2 separate regions of the Mus musculus genome follow, and region 1 is linked to region 2. A link is a contact called in public Hi-C data. All regions are on one chromosome and are shown on one strand. Each heading gives the region's core, a stretch centred on a gene start, on an enhancer-like site or on the middle of the called end of the contact. The rest is flanking DNA. Distances are from core to core; before and after follow the strand shown.

The links. Hi-C and Micro-C count contacts between places; a contact is called where the count stands out from the background.
Region 1: a Hi-C map of muscle stem cells shows a contact between it and region 2, with 2.3 times the contacts expected there. The contact joins two enhancer-like sites. A contact is called at or near these places in 1 of 15 datasets of contacts at CTCF or cohesin (the NIH/3T3 cell line) and 1 of 484 Hi-C or Micro-C datasets (muscle stem cells).

What each region holds. Positions count from the first base shown.
Region 1 is chr15:63,396,510-63,403,748 of GRCm38.p6, reverse strand. No RefSeq gene overlaps it. Among named protein-coding and RNA genes, the nearest start is that of Gm41335, 43 kb to the right of the region's middle. Within about 2 kb of position 2,853, at least 29 of the 459 cell types and tissues checked have an H3K27ac peak or open chromatin away from gene starts, as enhancers often do. A contact at or near this core is called in muscle stem cells, where this site is marked.
Region 2 is chr15:63,032,350-63,038,969 of GRCm38.p6, reverse strand. No RefSeq gene overlaps it. Among named protein-coding and RNA genes, the nearest start is that of Gm41334, 35 kb to the left of the region's middle. Within about 2 kb of position 2,534, at least 20 of the 459 cell types and tissues checked have an H3K27ac peak or open chromatin away from gene starts, as enhancers often do. A contact at or near this core is called in muscle stem cells, where this site is marked.

The DNA of each region.
Region 1 (7,239 bases), core at 1,604-4,103, 360 kb before region 2:
TTCCATTGTTTTACTAAAGCTATGGAACCCTCACATGTTGCTGAAAGGAACTCATCTGCCTTCTGTGGCCAGCTTGATGCTTCCTCTTATCATATATCTTCCCACTTTAATTATCAAATATGAGTAACAGTTGTGCATATTAACTATTTAATCTAGACAAATGGGTCTAAGGGATGAATTAAATAAAGAATCTCTTTAATACCTAGTTGATCTCCCATTGGGTCTGCAATCTCCGTCTTTCTATATTCATTTCTCTGAAAACATCGACCCATTGAGCTGCTCATTTGTCTGTCTGCAGGGATAGGCAAGGGCTCAGTAGGAAGGCAGTAGTAATTAGAATGATGATTAGAATGACAAGGGCTTTGATCAACTGTGCTTCCATAGGAGGTGAAGTGGTTTGTCCAATATAAACTAAGGAGTGGCTGTCACTTTTGGCTGTATAAGCTCACTCTGCAGGACCATTCCTAAAGCAAACATCTGGTACCAAACCTTCCACCTTCATCCTATCCCTAATCAGATGGTCTGCTACAGTCCCCTTATTGTTGATTGATATTCCTTCCCATCTCATCTCCATAGCAGAAGCCTGGTGGTGATATCTCTTTGAGGATTCTTTACTTTCTACACCTAAAACTCAGAGCTGATAATCCTCACATCTCTGTCCCTATCATTTCATGACTGTCATTCCATCAGTCTTCATGACTGACATTTTTATAAGAATGATCTGTTATCTTCAGCACTGAAGATTTCTCTTTAAATGATTCTTCAAGTTTTTCAGACATTAGTTTGTTGAAATAGGGTTTGTTTGGCCAGTGGGGTCATTATTGATTTCTAGGGTTTTCCCTGAACTTAGGAAAAATTCTCAACTCCTTAATAAGATCTTACTCTAGAAATGAGGTCATTTTCTTACCTCTTCATTGTCTCTTCTCCGCTCCTCCTTGGCAAGATGGATGCCGAACACACTCTTAGAGTCTCTGAACTCTAGGAGAAGTTTGGATAAGTTTAGATATTATATATCTGTCTGGAAATAATCTTCTCTTTCAATCTATTGTGACTGGTTGAATCTTAAGGTTTCCGTCTACAAGGGACAAACTCTGAGAAACCTTCCTTGATGTCTAAGGGTCTAGGCTTGCTTTGTCGCTGCATCCTAGCCTACTACCTCATTGAACATTGAACATTACATTGGTAAACTAAGTCATATCTTTGTAGCCTGGCACGTGATAGTTGTTCAATGAATACTCACTGAAGAAATGACAGGCTGAGAAAAAGTGAATTGGGGAAGTAAATAGTTACTTCAAATAAAATATGTAACTTTTTGCCTTAATTATCCAACTATTTTGAACAGAAGCCTGATGTGTGTGTGTGTGTGTGTGTGTGTGTGTGTGTGTACACGCATTCGCATAAATGCACATATGTGCACACATGCCAATATTTGACATAGGATGTAAGTGAGTCCTTAGGCTTAGCTAGATAGCTCAGTCTTGTTCAGAGGCAAGAGAACTTAATGAAATTTCTGTCATTTGCAGCTCTCAAGATATTCATAGCTTTCTATTGATATATGACAAAATTTGCGGCTTAAAACAATACCTAATAATTAATTCTCACGTTTCAGCTCAGAAGTGTACTGTGTCATACATGTCTCAGTTTGCACAGAGCACCACGGTTTTGACATTGAGATGCATTCAAAAGATCCTGTCCCAAACCCATTCTGTTGGAAACATTTCATTTCATTGTAAGATCTAGTCATTATAGGACTGCTAACTAGCTCTTGTTTTCCTGCAGGTCTTCAGCTTCTGTGGACTTCTTTGTTCCTTGTTCTGTATCTATTTTCAGTTCCGAACAAGCATCAGTATGTCAGAACATGTTTTCACTCTCTGACTTTCTTTTCAGATGTCAGCTCCAGGAAACTCTGTGCTTACACAAGGTACAATTGTTTATATTGGGGTCATCTTCCCAGTATCCATGGAAATCGCTCATCAGTGGTACTTGTGTTAGTATTTGACTGCATCAGTGATAAGAAACGTTGCACAGAGGCTAGGAGTCATAGAGATATTTTAAAATCTGCCTGCTGTATTGGCACCTTACAGAAAAATGAAAACAAGTCAAAACAAATGATCAGATAAGTTACCAATTTTGGTGATAGGAGCTGGGTGGTAGGTAGGACATGTACTTTCTTTTATCATCACTGGACGGTCTGTGTTGCCAAACTTGCTATATAGTAGATTAATTAATATAAATGTGAGACAACTATTTGGTTTTTGCTTCAGAACTCATGACTCTTGATCACACAGCCTCCTATAGTGGTGGTTCTCAACCTGTGGTCGTGACCCTCACAGGGCAGATATCTTGAATGTTACATATTTTCATTATGATTCATAGCAAACTTATAGTTATGAAGTAGCAATAAAATAATTTTATAGTTGGGGATCATGAGAACACTGTAAGGAGCTGCATTAAAAGGTTGCAGCATTAGAAAGGTTGAGAATCACTGCTTCAGAGTCTTGGTCACAGTCCTTGATTCATGGCTGCCATTTTCTTCATTGATTTCCAGTTTTGTTATCATGATTAAAATAATAATTATCATTCATTGAACTTTTTCTGTAGCATGTCATAGGTATCTTAGGCTGCTTATTCTTTTAACAACTGTGATCTAATTATTAGTATGTCTAATACATCACTATGCTCATAACCATTTGGGATATGAGTATCCAATACTCTGCTTGTCTGATTCGTAAAGTTTAGTGTTAATATTATATCTGTGTCTTTGGGGAATGTGATAAACCAGGTATAGTCAGAGGGTTGTCTTGGGATGCTTAGAGTTAGTACTCACATCTCTCACTTCCGGCCTTCTCTTTCTAGCATCAGGCAGTGACTAACACCATGCCCTCCCTCCCTTATGAGAAACAGTCCTGGGGGTGAACAACACATTCCATGTCTATTTCCTCCGGCATTAGGAACTAATTGTGAACTAAGTGACCAAACCATCCTAATAGAATTGGCTTCTAAACAGCAAATTGTAAACTTGCATGAATCGGGATCATGTGTCCTCTAAGCCCCTTCCCTTTCTCTTTTAATTGAGTTTCACTCCAGCATTATCTGTTGAAGGGAACAATGGGATGCCCTGTTTTGAGAGTGAGTCAGGCCCAGCTGCTATGAAAATAATATGTTTGAGAAAATGGACTTGACATTTGATGGCCTTATGACTCTTCTGACAGGATATAATCAACTCATTAGGGAGAAACAGAAGCCCTTGTTGTACAACCACGTTATTCTGAGCATGACAGAACTCCTAAGCTGGTGGGTGAGTGTTCAAGGCACATTGGGACTTCGTCTTCTGTGGCCAGCAAGCAGTGTGGCTGCTTTTACTGTCTCTTTCTCTGGCCACTGCCCTCCAGCTGATGAAAGGGAAATGTTACTTTCTAAAGCCCACAGTTCCTTTGTTTGTTTTCTGCTGTTTCACCCCAGAAGACTGAATTTATGAAAAGAACTTGGTTTTTCAGGGATGCTCTCAGCCTTTCTTCCACTCAGACACAGCGGGGGCAGCTCTCCTGGGAGGGTGATTGGAAGCAGGAAGTAGCAGTTGGGATTCCTGATTCCAGTTCCCAGGCCCACCCCTAGTTTTCTGTGGGACTCTCAAGGGTTCATGGTAGACTCTTTGCTTAGTCTCCCACCATAAAACTTCAACCTCCACTGCTTGCTGATTTTGCCTGAGTTTTTGCCTCAGCAGGAATATGAAGGGAAGGAAAGTCAGATTTCCACATGGGAGTAATAGTCACTTTTAGGTATCACAAGCATCAGACAGATAATTCCTGGCATAGTCCTTGGCATGTCTCTTAGGCTTTTTACTAGATTTATTGCCTGGAAGTTGTGGTTCCTTTAAGTTCTCTATTTGATCATTAAATATGTACTAGACATTTTGTTTCTTAAAAATACTTTTAAGTGCAATCGTTTTAAATATCAAATCGAGTCATTACACCAATGATGATGTGTCTGTGTGTGTCAGGAATTCTGGTTTGCAACACTCATTCTTAAGAATGTTCTCAATTATTTCGATTCACTATATTGTAACTTCCACCAGAAAAAAAGACAGTGTCTCTTTCCCACCACGGAGCCTCAAGCATCTTTAACAGGGTCTTTCTCAGCCTTTCTTGCAGGTGTGAAAATGATTGAATGAAGTAATTGACTAATTTTATTTTATTTTTTAGAATTTATTTTATTACATGTGTGAGTGTTTTTTCCTCATGTATGTGTGCCATATGGATGTCTGGTGCCTGTAGAGGTCAGAAGAGGATGTTGGATCTCCTGAAACTGGAGTTACAGTCACCACCATGTGGGTGATGTGAGCCATCTCCAGGGGCTCTATAGAAGTAGCAAATACTCTTAACTATTGAGCCAACTATCCAACCCTTAAATGTTTTCCTGAATATTTTCTGGACATGGTAATCGTCTTCATCCTGGAAACTTTGCCTCGGGAATTAGCAAACTGAAGACCATAGGTCAAACACTGCCTGCTGTCTGTTCCTATAAACTGACTTTTGAATGTATCTATCCACTGTCTTTGCTATTTCCCTAAAGGCACAGCTGAGCTTGTGGTGGGAACTACACTGGCTGAAAGATGCAAGATATTTTATTATCCAGTCCTTTGTTAAATAACTTGCTGACTTCTGCCTTTTACCTGCTACACAAATGTATGAAATAGAAACCTATACACACCCTCTTTTCTGGAAAAGCAATAACTACCAGTCTTCCAAAGAAGTTTAAGAGTTTTTATAATGCAGTATGTACTTTAAATCCTGACAGATCTCTAGAAACTCCTCTGTGCTCACTGTTTTCCTCCTCAACTTCACACTTTTCACACCTGTCAAAGATGCCATACCTTTATATCAGCCACCAGTGGTGCTGATGTCACTGCTTGTTCTACTGTTGCTTTGTAATTTGGATTTATCTTTTAAAACCTTGTTTAAATACCATCACTGTTAAATTGCTTTCTGTGAAGTTTTTCTGCTAGGCTAGATGGCCCCTCTCCCTTTTCAACCCAGCTCAGCACTTCATAAATCATGACACTCAAGCTCACATGGATTATTTGACTTGACCAAAGTTCCGTGAAGAAGTGGGCAGATCGGACTTCAAATTGAAACCTGTTTGAATTCAATGTGTACTTTCTATTATATGACGCTCTGATGAATTCATGTATAAAAAATATTAATTTCATATGTAGCCAGCTCAGGATGGTAAATAGATCTAATAATGCATGATACTGGGATATATACATACATACATACATACATACATACATACATACATATATATATATATAATACATACATACATATATATACATACATATATATATATATATATATATATATATATATATATACACACATATATATTCTCCATCATAGAGATAGTGAAAATGTTAACAATAAATGGAATGTGACAATTTATTTTGTAGTCAAGTGCCAGCATATAAATAGGACACTGTGCAAGTTATATACATTTCTATAACAAACCAGTCCAATTCAGAGTTCCATGAAAGAATAAATTTTATCACAGTTCTACTGATCAGAAATATTGGTGGGTCATAGTCTGGCCCTCTGGGCCTGGCATCTCTCAAGAAGTTCCTATGTTGTTGTCAACCACAGCTACAGTCGCACCTAAGAGTAGACACAACAGACATTTGCTTCTAAGCTTAATATTGCATAATATTATGATTATTTGCTGGCCGATTTCCTTCCAGTGGTTCATTCCACAAAGCTGTATCACCTTATGGCAACTGTCTTTTTTGCAGATAAATGATCTGAAGAAGCAAGAGGGACTCACAACTAACCTGAAGGTCACAGTCTCTGTATAACTTAATCTAAGTGAGTTCTTAGTTCCAGTCCTGACTTGAGAAGGATTATGTAAGGACTTGAAGACACCAAACTCTCCCATCTGTAGACTGAAAATATTAAATAAAGGATTCCAGAAGAGACAACTCATAACTATGAAATTGCATTCTGTCCTGGGTAGTGTGACAACACTTACAACATCTTACAAAATCTTACAACATCCTGGCTCAGTATCTTCAGGAACATAACAGCCTGTTGACTCATCATTAAGCACATACCATTCACCTTAGTTCATCCCATTCCCTGGAATGTGTGCATGTGTGCGTGTGCGTGTGTGTGATCTATACGTCTGTCCACATGTATGTGCAGATACATGTTCCCATGGAGGACAGAGAAGAATTTTGGGTGTCCTCCTCTATCATTTTCTGTTTTATTCCCTTAAAATAGACTATCACCAGCTTAATCTCCCCATGTTTGGTGGCATAAATATGTGATGTTTTCAACAGTAATGTGTTATCAGTCAGGTTGTGCAGAGTAACCAATAACATTTGAAAAAGCATGTAAAAATAGGGACAGGGAGTTTGTAAGACCTTTTTGGCCATTCACTGAAATGTAACCCATGTCTGGTCCTGGCTAAATCCTCATGAGAGGAGCTTCTTGTAATAAACGGTAATTACCCTGGAGACCTACAATTACACAGTGTTCAGAGAAGGAGAGACCATGGAACACTCAGTTCTAAATGTGATTTCTTTATCATAGTCCTCCCCTCCGTGCTCTGCGTTCTATATAGAAGAGGAGCATAAAGAGTCTAAAAGGCAGGGGTGGTTGATGATGTCAAGGAAAGAATGTTTTCCAGGCACAACAGTATTGATGCACATGTAAACTCACAGATGGTGACAGCATCCATGACATGCACAAGATCTGCAAAGGTTTGAGCCCAATAAAGGTCCAGCATAGTGAAGGGGAATTGGGCATACAACATCATCCCTAGACAATAATGTAGTTGCAATTGATTGATTCTGGTAAAGGGAAAAGAAAACACAATTTTCTTTAATAGAGACCTTGGGTATATCAAGCACATTCCAAGGCAAGTCTCAAGCTCAGATGTGCTTGGCCAACACAAATTTGACACACACACACACACACACACACACATATATATATATATGTGTGTGTGTGTGTGTGTGTTTGTGTATGTGTGTATGTATATATATATATATATTTATTTTGTGGGGGCAGCACAGAATTTTTTGTCTTGATTTGTTTTTTAAGGAGAGTAAACATGAAGACTAGTAGGTAGGAGGGATGAGAATCAAAGAGAAATTGGAATAGGCAAAAGACTATACTTAGATCTATTTTATGAAATTAATAAACTGAAAACAAAAGAAATGATTGACTCTCTCATTAAACC
Region 2 (6,620 bases), core at 1,285-3,784:
TGTTTTGTAGCATTTATTAATCTCTTTGGCTTAAAAATGTAATTTCCTTGCTCAGTTACCTTTCCTAATTTATCCAAAACAGAGACTCTATTCTGGCTCTGGGAAGACCTTTAAAAACAATATTAACTTATGCAATGTATGAGAAACTGGGCAATGCTTCTAAAATTCCATGTCTGTATGATTGAATTTATGGCCTTTTTTGTATAACAACCAGAAATATTACATAAAGTGAAATATACAAGTCACAACCCAGTTATGTGAGAAATTTTCTTCTTCTTTCTTCTTTTAATACGCAATAACTTTATAATGTATTCTACTTTCCCTTCGGATCAAACTGTCCTTTAATCATCTCTTAAGCATGCATGAGCACAAATGTGACCTGACTTACACAGGGGTATCCTAATATCAAGGCAAGCACATTTGCCCACAGTCACAAAATAATAAATATAGAATTTTGTCTATGTTTTCAATATTTTTCATATTTTTATATCTATGGCCACCATCAAGAGCAGAAAGTATAGTCAAAGCCACACTTCTTAAGTCTTAAAATACAGAAATCACTGACATGTAATAGCTTGGTGTTGATTAAAAGGTCTTCTTATAAAAATGCCCAGATTCCTTTGCACCCCTAAGCTGCAGTTGCTTATGTTCTCCTAATGTAGTTAAGCCATGCTTTGCATGAGGTTAAAATGCTTAGGTGATCTCAGAGAATACCCTTTTGCCTGATTCTATAGGGTCGATCAGACAGACCCTTCATGGTTTCATCACTGAATAATCAATCACATGAAAAGCAAATGATTGCTTCGGGCTTGTCAGCAGCATATTGATTTGTCCATTGAGCTCTGTTCAGATTCAATGGAGGTGGTAACAGCCATCACTGTACTTAGAAATGACCAGCAAAGGATGTGTACAGACACTGTACTGTTCTTTTTCTCAAGTATTGTGCTGATTTTGTAAATTGATGCTCAGGTTGTTAATGAGTGAACCTATACATTCTATCACATCAGGGTAAGCAACTAGGGAAAGCCTCCTTTTGGTCACTCATTTGTGTGAACCCAAACATGTCTCCTCAGCTCTTGTAAGATCTGTAAAAGAGATTTCACATTGAGTCTCAACAAGAAAAGGCTAAAAATGGACACTAAAATACCTAATGAAAGTCATAGTTAATCACTGTAGAATTAGGGGCTCTGATGACTTTGAAATGAATCACAACCTGTATTGTTTTAATGGGAGAAATTAGGCAATGATCTCAATTTTCTTATATCTTAGCTTTTTAACTTATAAAGTTTTGTGAAAATAATAACTTTTTTACTGGGTTTTTGAATGTTAGGATAAAAATGTGTATGTGACTCATTTCATAGCATCATCCCTTAAAAGTACTCAGGCAAAATAAACTTTGTTTTTACTTGCTCTTAAAATTTTTTATATGATCAGTTCTTATTTGTGATTCGTAGCATTTTATTTTCTATTTTATTTCACAGATACTGCACAGACATTGATGGATGCTACCACTACTTATCTACTGAAACTTAGTGTTTCAAACTCTTCCCATTATAAAAGTCCCAAACATTATCTGTGCAGAGAAGTAAATTCTAAGTCTGCCCAATAGATAGATGTGATTATGTGAATACGTGCTACAGAAGAAGGACTGTGTATAACTTCCAGGGCAACACACAGACACACACAGACACACACACACACACACACACACACACACACACACACACACACATGCACACGTGATAAAGAAGTGCTTTTTTTTTTTTTACATCACTTTTCCTTCTTGACTACAATGCTAAGGACAAACACTTTAAACTTTAAAAGTGGTAAGATGGAAGTTAAAAAAAAAAGGCAAGGCAAGAGATACAAGAATACAAAGACTATCTTCTAAGAATTCAAAGACCTGGTAATTCAGCATTTCAGTCAGGAGTTCCTAAAAAGGTCTAAGGAATTCATATTAACCCATATTTTAGCAGTAAAGAATATTATTAAAAGCATACTGAAGGGAAGTTATGAACCTGGATTCTGCACTGATTCTTCTCTAAGGAATGATGTGGCTTTGAGAACCCACTCCCTGAGCTTCGTCTTATCCACATGGCATATTCAGCACCAACACTTGTGTGTCGTAAAATTTTGCCCACAGTTTAATAAATACAGGCTTCTCTATTTGAAAACATCCTGCAAAGTTAAAACCTGGGACATTCATGATGTGATTCTGTAACTCGTTTCACTGACAGGACTTAGTGAACTCAAATATCTCATCGAAGAGAACTACCAAATGGAAACCAACAGGCTGCTGATATGCCAGTTGCTAGGACATCCTCCTGGGGTTGTCAGGGTGCATTTAGGCATTCGTATCTAGTCTCTGCACCTGCGTCCGACCCAAGCCCTTCCCTGTTTGAGGAGGCACAAGCCTGCTATTTATCAATTTTTGTATGCTACCGAGAATGTGCCGCTGCAGCACTCTATTGCAACAGGCGGTTGGTTGGCAAGGCCAATGGACACCTGTTAAGACTGAGTCATTCCTATTCACAGGATGTGCCTTGCAGGCTGCATGCAGAGTGCTAAGTGAAGGAAAAGAGGCTTGACTCACCCAATATGGTGCAGCTGATGCTCTCATTCATTGGCAGCTCTTAGGGGAAACCAGAGAGGCATAGTCTAATTTCACTTGCTCCTCATCTTCTTCTGGGCCAGATGGATGACTGCAGTGGCATGCTCACGCACAGTTGTTCAGGCTCATGGACCCTACAAGGAATTATGTTGGGCTCAAAGGAAATCAGCCTTTTTCATGGAAATTAAAATGAGTGATGGTAGCTTCATGGGACACCTCATCCAATCCCTGATGCTTTCTTTTTTATGTTCCCAGCTTTGATGGCACAGAGAAATAGATCAAAATTCAGGCCATTGTTGATTAAATATTGACCCCATGAGTGAAAAACAAACTAATAACCAACAGCAACAACAACAACAACCCTTTTGATCTCAGATGATACTTCCATAATAAACAATCTGCAACTATTGCATTTTTTTTTAAACTGGGACCAAATTGTTGTCAATAGTGTTACCTCTTGGCCAATCTAAAAAACTAATACTTTTCTCAGTTGTCTCAGCGCAATTGCAAGGTAGAAGTGATTGTTGATCTGAACCAATTAGAAAGGGAGACATGGGTTTTAAAAATAAGCTCCTTACTGGCTCAAAAAAAAAATTCAAAGATTAACATTGTATGTATTTGGAGGATAAATTCTCTAAATCATTTAATTTACTCCAGGAGTCTTTACTTTATACATAGTATTTTCTTTTCCTTCTATCTTCAACCTGGTCAAACACACCACCACCACCACCACCAACAACAACAACAACAACAGCAACAACAACAGAAGAAGATAAAATCTTGCTACTAAAAATAAGATTAGAGCATACAATTTGAAAGGATAAGAATTATAAACTTTCTCATCCCTCTATGCTGCCCTAAACTGGCCAGTCTACTTAGGCACAGTTGCTATGGGACTACAGCCTATACTGGTCAGCTCAGTCAGGGAGGAATGTAGGATCTTCAGATAGGCAGATCTGATAGAATGTTCTCAGGAGAGATCACAAAGCAACCTTTAACAAACCTCTAATTTTTTTCTACAAATGAGTTTATCAGATGTAAAGCTTTATATTTGAGGGTGAGCAGAAATTCCCATTTTAAGGGTCTAACGTTTTGTTGGGAAAAAGAGGACATGATTTTTTGTTATTGTTTGTTTTCACAGTGACCATGCTCAAATAAAGGATGTGTTAAAATGTAAACTAGGCACAAGTTTGCAGCCAGGTGGGATTAAGTTTGAAAGCTTACACTTTGTTTCTAAATTTATTTTTATTTTAAATTATGTATATACAGCTGTCCTTATGTCGATATGAGCATATAAGTGCAGTGCCCATGGAGACCAGAAGAAGGAACTGGAGTCCATGAAACTGGAGTTATAGGTGATTATGAGTGCTGGGAACTGGAGAGTAGTTTGTGGTTCTAACTGCTAGGCCATCAGTCTCCCTGATACTCCATTTACTAGAGGCAAGACAATTCTTTCCTTTTCTGACAGAAGGGATATTCTGAAACTAAAAGTTGCTCACAAATCTAGAGAGCAAGAAGCTGTTTTGAGAAGTTACCTCTGAATGCAGAAAGACATTTGGTTAATCCTAGTCAGGTTTTACATTTGAAGGAAGAAACCATGTGCAAATAGATTTCATCTTACAGGCTTACTGAAAATAGTTGATGAGAGATTGTAGATGGAGCAGAATTTAGTGTATAGTAAATGGTAAGTAAATGTCATTTTTTAAAAAGTATTTTTATTAGGTATTTTCCTCATTTACATTTCCAATGCTATCCCAAAATTCCTCCCCAACCCCCTACCCACCAACTCCCACTTTTTGGCCCTGGCATTCCCCTGTACTGGGGCATATAAAGTTTGCAAGTCCAATGGGCCTCTCTTTCCAGTGATGGCTGACTAGGCCATCTTTTGATACATATGCAGCTAGAGTCAAGAGCTCTGGGGTACTGGTTAGTTCATAATGTCGTTTCACCTATAGGGTTGCAGATCCCTTTAGCTCCTTGGGTACTTTCTCTAGCTCCTCCACTGGGGGCCCTGTGATCCATCCAATAGATGACTGTGAGCATCCACTTCTGTGTTTGCTAGGCCCCGGCATAGTCTCACAAGAGAGAGCTCTATCTAGGTCCTTTCAGCAAAATCTTGCTAGTGTGTGCAATGGTGTCAGCGTTTGGAAGCTGATTATGGGATGTATCCCCGGATATGGCAGTCTCTAGATGGTTCATCCTTTCGTCACAGCTCCAAGTTTTGTCTCTGTAACTCCTTCTATGGGTGTTTTGTTCCCAATTCTAAGAAGGGGCAAAGTGTCCACACTTTGGTCTTCATTCTTCCTGAGTTTCATGTGTTTAGCAAATTGTATCTAATATATTGGGTCTTCTAAGTTTCTGGGCTAATATCCACTTATCAGTGAGTACATATTATGTGAGTTCCTTTGTGATTGGGTTACCTCACACAGAATGATGCTCTCCAGGTCCATCCATTTAGCTAGGAATTTCATAAATTCATTCTTTTTAATTGCTGAGTAGTACTCCATTGTGTAAATGTACCACATTTTCTATATCCATTCCTCTGTTGAGGGGCATCTGGGTTGTTTCCAGCTTCTGGCTATTATAAATAAGGCTGCTATGAACATACTGGAGCATGTGTCCTTCTTACCGGTTGGGACCTCTTCTGGATATATGCCCAGGAGAGGTATTGCGGGATCCTCCTGTAGTACCATGTCCAATTTTCTGAGGAACCGCCAGACTGATTTCCAGAGTGGTTGTACAACCTTGCAATCCCAACAACAATGGAGGAGTGTTTCTCTTTCTCCACATCCTCGCCAGCATCTGCTATCACCTGAATTTTTTGTATAATTTTTATTACATATTTTCCTCAATTACATTTGAAATGCTATCCCAAAAGTCCCCCATACCCTCCCCCCCACACTTCCCTACCCACCCATTCCCTTTTTTTTTTTTTTGGCCCTGGCATTCCCCTGTACTGGGGCATATAAAGTTTGTATGTCCAATGGGCCTCTCTTTCCAGGAATGGCCGACTAGGCCATCTTTTGATACATATGCAGCTAGAGTCAAGAGCTCCGGGGTACTGGTTAGTTCATAATGTTGTTGCACCTACAGGGTTGCAGATCTCTTTAGCTCCTTGGATACTTTCTCTAGCTCCTCCATTGGGGGCCCTGTGATCTATCCACTAGCTGACTGTGAGCATCTACTTCTGTGTTTGCTACTCCCTGGCATAGTCTCACAAGAGACAACTATATCTGGGTCCTTTCAGCAAATTCTTGCTAGTGTATGCAATGGTGTCAGCGTTTGGAAGCTGATTATGGGTGGATCCCTAGATATGGCAGTCTCTAGATGGTCCATCCTTTCATCACAGCTCCAAGTTTTGTCTCTATAACTCCTTCCATGGGTGTTTTGTTCCCAATTCTAAGAAGAGGCATGGTGTCCACACTTCAGTCTTCATTCTTCTTGAGTTTCATGTGTTTAGCAAATTGTATCTTATATCTTGGGTATCCTAAGTTTTGGGCTAATATCGACTTATCAGTGAGTACATATTGTGTGAGTTCCTTTGTGATTGTGTTACCTCAATCAGGATGATGCTCTCCAGGTCCATCCATTTGGCTAGGAATTTCATTAATTCATTCTTTTAATAGCTGAGTAGTACTTCATTGTGTAAATGTACCACATTTTGTATCCATTCCTCTGTTGAGGGGCATCTGGGTTCTTTCCAGCTTCTGGCTATTATAAATCTTAGCCATTCTGACTGGTGTGAGGTAGAATCATAGGGTTGTTTTGATTTGCATTTCCCTGATGATTAAGGATGTTGAACATTTTTTCAGATGCTTCTCTGCCATTCGGTATTCCTCAGGTGAGAATTCTTTGTTCAGCTCTGAGCCCCATTTTTTAATGGGGTTATTTGATTTTCTGGCGTCCACCCTCTTCAGTTCTTTATATATATTGGATATTAGTCCCCTATCTGATTTAGGATAGGTAAAATCCTTTCCCAATCTGTTGGTGGTCTTTTTGTCTTGGTGAT